2 separate regions of the Pan troglodytes genome follow, and region 1 is linked to region 2. The links are chromatin contacts, called in public Hi-C maps. All regions are on one chromosome and are shown on one strand. Each heading gives the region's core, a stretch centred on a gene start, on an enhancer-like site or on the middle of the called end of the contact. The rest is flanking DNA. Distances are from core to core; before and after follow the strand shown.

Evidence for each region. A called contact is a pair of places that touch in the nucleus more often than the background predicts.
Region 1: a Hi-C map of stem cell-derived neural progenitor cells shows a contact between it and region 2, with 3 times the contacts expected there. The contact joins two enhancer-like sites. A contact is called at or near these places in 1 of 7 Hi-C or Micro-C datasets (stem cell-derived neural progenitor cells) and 1 of 1 datasets of contacts at active chromatin or transcription factors (stem cell-derived excitatory neurons).

Annotation. Positions count from the first base shown.
Region 1 is chr10:100,937,039-100,939,738 of NHGRI_mPanTro3-v2.0_pri, forward strand. No RefSeq gene overlaps it. Among named protein-coding and RNA genes, the nearest start is that of PLXNC1, 46 kb to the right of the region's middle. Within about 2 kb of position 1,378, at least 11 of the 24 cell types and tissues checked have an H3K27ac peak or open chromatin away from gene starts, as enhancers often do. A contact at or near this core is called in stem cell-derived neural progenitor cells, where this site is marked.
Region 2 is chr10:100,574,837-100,577,536 of NHGRI_mPanTro3-v2.0_pri, forward strand. All of the region lies in intron 2 of CRADD (CASP2 and RIPK1 domain containing adaptor with death domain), which reads left to right. Among named protein-coding and RNA genes, the nearest start is that of CRADD, 65 kb to the left of the region's middle. Within about 2 kb of position 1,300, at least 18 of the 24 cell types and tissues checked have an H3K27ac peak or open chromatin away from gene starts, as enhancers often do. A contact at or near this core is called in stem cell-derived neural progenitor cells, where this site is marked.

The DNA of each region.
Region 1 (2,700 bases), core at 128-2,627, 360 kb after region 2:
CAGCTAATTTTTGTATTTTTGGTAGAGACCGGGTTTCACCATGTTGGCCAGGCTGCTCTCGAATTCCTGACCTGAAGTGATCCGCCGGCCTCAGCCTCCCAAAGTGTTGGGATTACAGGCAAGAGCGACCGCGTCCGCCCCGCTTTGCAAGCTTTAAAGGAAATTATTTGTCTAATAGATAGGATTATTCCCTTTGTGGGTGAGCCCTGGCGAGAACCTCCGTCCTGAGCCAACTTCCTTAGCGGGATTCTCACCCTGCCAGGTAAGCTCCCTCTGTTACCAGGAGCTCCATAAAATGCAAATAAGTTTCAATATTCACTTAGGAAAATAAAAATGAGCAGTAAGTCAGCTAGGAGCAAAAGGAACGGGACATTCAAAGGCTGTGCCCAAGGTCGGACAGAAGTAGCTTTGTAATTCTCCCAGGGTAGGGCTGCAGGCACCTGGCGCTGGAGGCCCGGCCTGGACGAGGCAGGGCTCAGGGCGCGGCTGGAGGGGCTCGCCCGGCGGGGCGCTGGAGCGGGAGAAGGGCGCCCTCTGCCGGGGGTGAGGAAGATCAGTCCGCACGCGCGGTGCCTTGGTCTTGCAGCCTGTTCGAACCTCGCGCGTGGACAGCCACTTCTTCCACGGGGAAAGTAGGAGGGTGGGGGCAGAAAAACCAAACTCCTGCCAAGAAGGTGCTTTGCACGAGCATTTTGCGACCCCCTCCCTTCAGCCCCGAACCTCCCCCTGGCACAAGTGAAAGGACTGTGGTCAATTGCAGATGCTGTCAGGAAGCCAGGTGCGTCCCCACTCCCCAGCCCTAAAATACAAAGAAAGAAGCGATTGTTTGAGACGATCTGAAGAAAGGTCAGGTCCTAACAGATCCACGAGACCTTCTTTTTCACCTTCCTCGTCTTGGGTTCTGGAGCACGGGCGCTGAATCAGCTGAATGCGGCCTGGGCATCTGGAAGTGGTCCTGAGGGACACCTCGCGGTGCAGCCCCCGGGACGACCCAGGACACCCTGGACACCCTGGACACCCAGGCCGAGAGCCGGGACCCGCCCACGCCTCCTCACTGCTGCTCGAGGGTAGGCAGGAGCACGCGGACCCCCGTAGGGGCTGAAGCGGGGCTCTGCTCCCCGCCCTGCGCAAGCTCCCGGCTCTGGTTGCTGGTCCACAAAATCGGGAGGCTGAATTAGCCGGTCGGGTGGCCCCCAGCCTTATAGCTTCGGATTCTGTGGTCCTATTTTAGACCCAGACTTGTCCGCGAAGGGAAATGAAGAGCCGCGGAAGGCTTGGAGCGTGAACCAAAAAACAATGGGTGGGGACCGTCTAACCAGCTCCCTTCCCTAGAAGGGCGGAAACGGCTTTCGAAGCACCCGCGTTTCTCTTTATTGAATCTTGAGTGACACCTAGTGGCCCATCTGCCTCACCGTCACGGCGATGCTGGCTGGTTTCACTGGGCTTTTCAGAAGGCGTGCTGGCCTGCCCATGGTTCTCGGCTAAAAGACTTTGGAGCGTAGGGTGCCGATGACGTTTCCTGGGACCTCCCGGAAGCACTTGCTGTCCCGTCAACAGCCCTGTACCTGCGATGCATGCAATTCTAATGAAAATGCCCTTCTCGTCTGGAGGGCTTGCTTGAGCACATCCTGAGCTCTCAGGCAGCAAATATAGAGTCGGGTGCTATTCCGGGAGCTGGGCACACAAAGATGACCAAGGCTTGGTTTCTGATCTCAAGAATCTCACAGCCCAGATGGGGGGAAATGGACCAGTAGAAGAGTGTGTATTTGATGCTGTGGGGTAGAGGGGGTGGACCTAGCTTGGCCTAGAGACATCAAGAAAGTCACCCTTGAGCTGAGTTTTGAAGATTAGGCAGAATTCTAAGATGACCCCTGAAGATTCTCAGCCCATCCCCCTCGCAGTGTACACACACCTTTGCCCAGTTATTCAATCAAACAATTTAGGTGCTTCTGTGAAGAGAATTTGCAGATGTAATTAAAGTTCCCAAATTAATTGATCTTAAGATCTGGAGATGATCCTGGGTAGGCCTAACCTAGCCAGGTGAACCTTTGAAAGGGACTGGATTGTCCTGGCAGAAGAGATTTGACAAGCGGCAAGAACTCATCATTGGCAAGATTTTCTTTGCTGGCTTTACAGATGAAAGGGGCCACGTGGCAAAGAATGCAGGCTGACTCTAGGAGCTCAGAACGACCCCTGCCTGACAGCCTGCAGAGAAACCAGCCTTCAGTCCTACCACTGCAAGAGCACTGAACTCTGCCAATAAGCAGGGAGTTTGGAAGGGATCCCCAAGCTGTATGAGACTTAGTCCCAGCTGACTCCTTGATTTTATCTCTGTAGGACCCTGAAGAGAGGACCCAGTCATGCTGCATTCAGGCTTCTGACCTCCAGAACTATGAACTAATAAATGGGTGTTTTAAGCTGTTATGTTTGCAATGTGTTATGAAGTCATAGGAAACTGATACAGATGGTCATTTCAAAGAGGAGAACCACATGACAAATGCTCAGAGCCATAAAGAAGCAGAGAACTAAAGTCATTCAGAGAACTAAAGACATTCGGCATAGCTGGACCATGGGGAGCAAAGGAGATGGTAAGATGTACTCGTGAGAACTTGGCTTTGGATCAGACAGAATGTGCCCTTGGGCTAGTTAACTTAGCTCTCTGTGCCTCAGTTTTCCCAAAGGTAAAATGGAATCATAATT
Region 2 (2,700 bases), core at 50-2,549:
CTCCTAGAGTTGTGTACTTACCCTTATTACAGATGCAATGATTTTGTCTGACTGCATTGCTTTAAGATGAGTTTTATTGCTTTCATGCTTAGGCAAGGATATTTAATTTTATTTTTGTTTAGAGTATCTTGTTGTAATATACTTCTCCCCCATCTCGTGCTCCTAAATTTGGGATAAGCATAGAATCCTTTTAAGAATGTAGGTTATTTTCCAGTTTACTAGAAAGCATGACACATATAAATTAGCGACTAAGGATTATAGCGTCTTTTCCTAAAGTTTATCATGAAAAAAAGTTAAATGTCAAAGAAGATCCTACTCCAGTAAAAACAATTTCCTCTGTAAAATCCTGATACCTCATAGGAAGCTTTGGATCTTGTTCTCAGCTACCAAAATTCTTTAAATATGAAAGTTAACATGACAGGAAAGTGGAATACACTCTGTGCTGAAGACCCACTGTTCAAGGTGTGTGGTTATTAATCTGGGTTTGAATTTACAAATTATATGGTCTGATTAATTTGTAGATAGGGATCGGTGGAGGTTAGACCATGGGCTTTAGAACAAAGAGGCTGATAAAATACTACTCACAAGCCTTTCTGCTTGTTTGTGACTCTCTGGAAATGCCATTAGATAGTTCTCATAGCTATGGTCAAAATAAGTAGGCTTAGAAATAAAAGACATTTTCTCTCCTGTAAAAGGAGGCGGCTGGCCTGTGCTCTTTCTAGGCTCTTCCCAGAGACAGCAACCTCTGCTTCTGAACCCTTAGTGCTCATTCTATGCTCCACCGCGTCTCCTCTACACGCCATGATCTTTGTTATCTGATTTGCTAGCCATTGTTATGGAAAGTTCTCGACTGTAATGCAAAAAGCTCAGCCTTGGGTCCTTGCTAATGTCAGCAACCCAAAGGCGCCCTTCAAACCACCTCGAAAAGAAAAATCCTTTAAAAGATGTCAAACTCTCCTTTCATGTTAGCCCAAAATGAAGTTCCCGAGCAGCATCTGGCAGAGCAGGGTAATTCAATCTATTTTAATGCAAAGATTTTCCAAGAAGGCAGGAAGCCGTCAAGGAGAAGGCTTTCAGGCATCTGCTGTTTTGTTTCCAGATCCCTTGTGTTAATTTAATGTTTCTAGGGAACCCGGCTCTTTCTTTTTTCTCGGAATCCCTGCTCTAGGAACTGGTGAGTGCGGGGGCGCTGTGGGAGCTGCAGATAAGCCAGCGCTTGGCCGGGCACCCGCGGGCTGCGCAGCGGGGCAGGGAGGCGCGCGGCCCCAGCCGCCCTAGGGCGCCGGCTGCCTCTGCGGGCCCCGGCTGCCCAGCCCAGCGCGGGGAGGCGGCGCCGACTGCCGGGGGGCGCCTGCAAGACCTGTTTATTTGCATTTGTCCAATTTGGCCCAAGTGAAAGGTAAATACGGAGCGATCAGCTTGTCCTCACTCCAGCAAAACCAGGGAAACTCAGCTCCATCTCCAGGAAAACAAACCCAACCCAAACCTGAGTGAAACGTAAATCTTGCATAAACAAACACTTTCTTTTGCTTCTGGGAAGGAACACCGGAGAAATGGGCATTCCTTCCGACTGCCCGCCTCCCACTGTCGGTAAAAATGAGCCGTCACAGGTTGCCGGCAATTTCTTGTTGTGTCCCGAGCCATTCCGCAGATCTTGTTTTGAAGGGGCGAGTCAGGTGTTCGTGCGGCTCCAGATCCTGAACAGGTTATGCGCTGGGTCCTTCCTTATCAGGAGGGGGGTCAGGCTGCCCTCCCATTCTCATCTTCCGCCCCAGACCAGAGGCTACACCAAAGTTCACTTTTGAAAAGAAATCCTGCAGAATTAAAAATAAATGTCTGCCTTTTAAAATAGTTTCGTTTTAGTATTATGCATATTTCTGTTTAGGAACTTGTAATGCTAATAATTTATGTTGCTATGACAATTGTCCTGCATACCTAATATTAAATTTAATGAATTAATGTGGCGTATAGAGTAATAGTAACTTAACTAGTACTCCGATAATGCCAGTATTCCCTGTGTTACTAAGTTAATGGAATCAGAATTTTGGAGTTACAATATAGAGGTTTTTTAGGCCAATTTTTCTATGGGATTCTAGGGATCTTTTAATAACATTTCTGCTTTTCGAAGCAGTCTATACCATTGCTGGAGAGCTGTAATTACTAGGATGCTATTTCTTTTTGTTTGTTTGTTTGAGACAGGGTCTTGCTCTGTCATCCAGGCCGGAGTGCAGTGGGGCCAACTCAGTTCACTGCAACCACCACCTCCTAGGCTTAAGCGATCCTCCCACTTCAGCCTCCCCAGTACCTGGGACCACAGGCCCTCGTCTGGTTAAGTTTTGTATTTTTTAGTAAAGATTTGGTTTCGCCATGTTGCCCAGGCTGGTCTCGAATAGAACATTATTCCTTATAGTAAGCTGAATTCCCTGTGTAATTATTCTTACTGTCCCTTCAATAATAAAAGCCTAAAATTATTCTTACTCTCATATTTTAGTGAGGGTGGTGCATGCTTGAAGACCGTGATGAGTGTTCTCTTCTTATATTCAGGGCAACTATGATCACATATTGGGCTCCAGATCCTTGCTTTATGCATCTTCTTTTGAATTGTTTAGAAACAATGGCAAAATTTCCAATTTCAAGGTAGTGCTTGAAATTATGCAATAAAATGTTATGTTAGCAACATTTTTTTTTTATTTTAAAAAT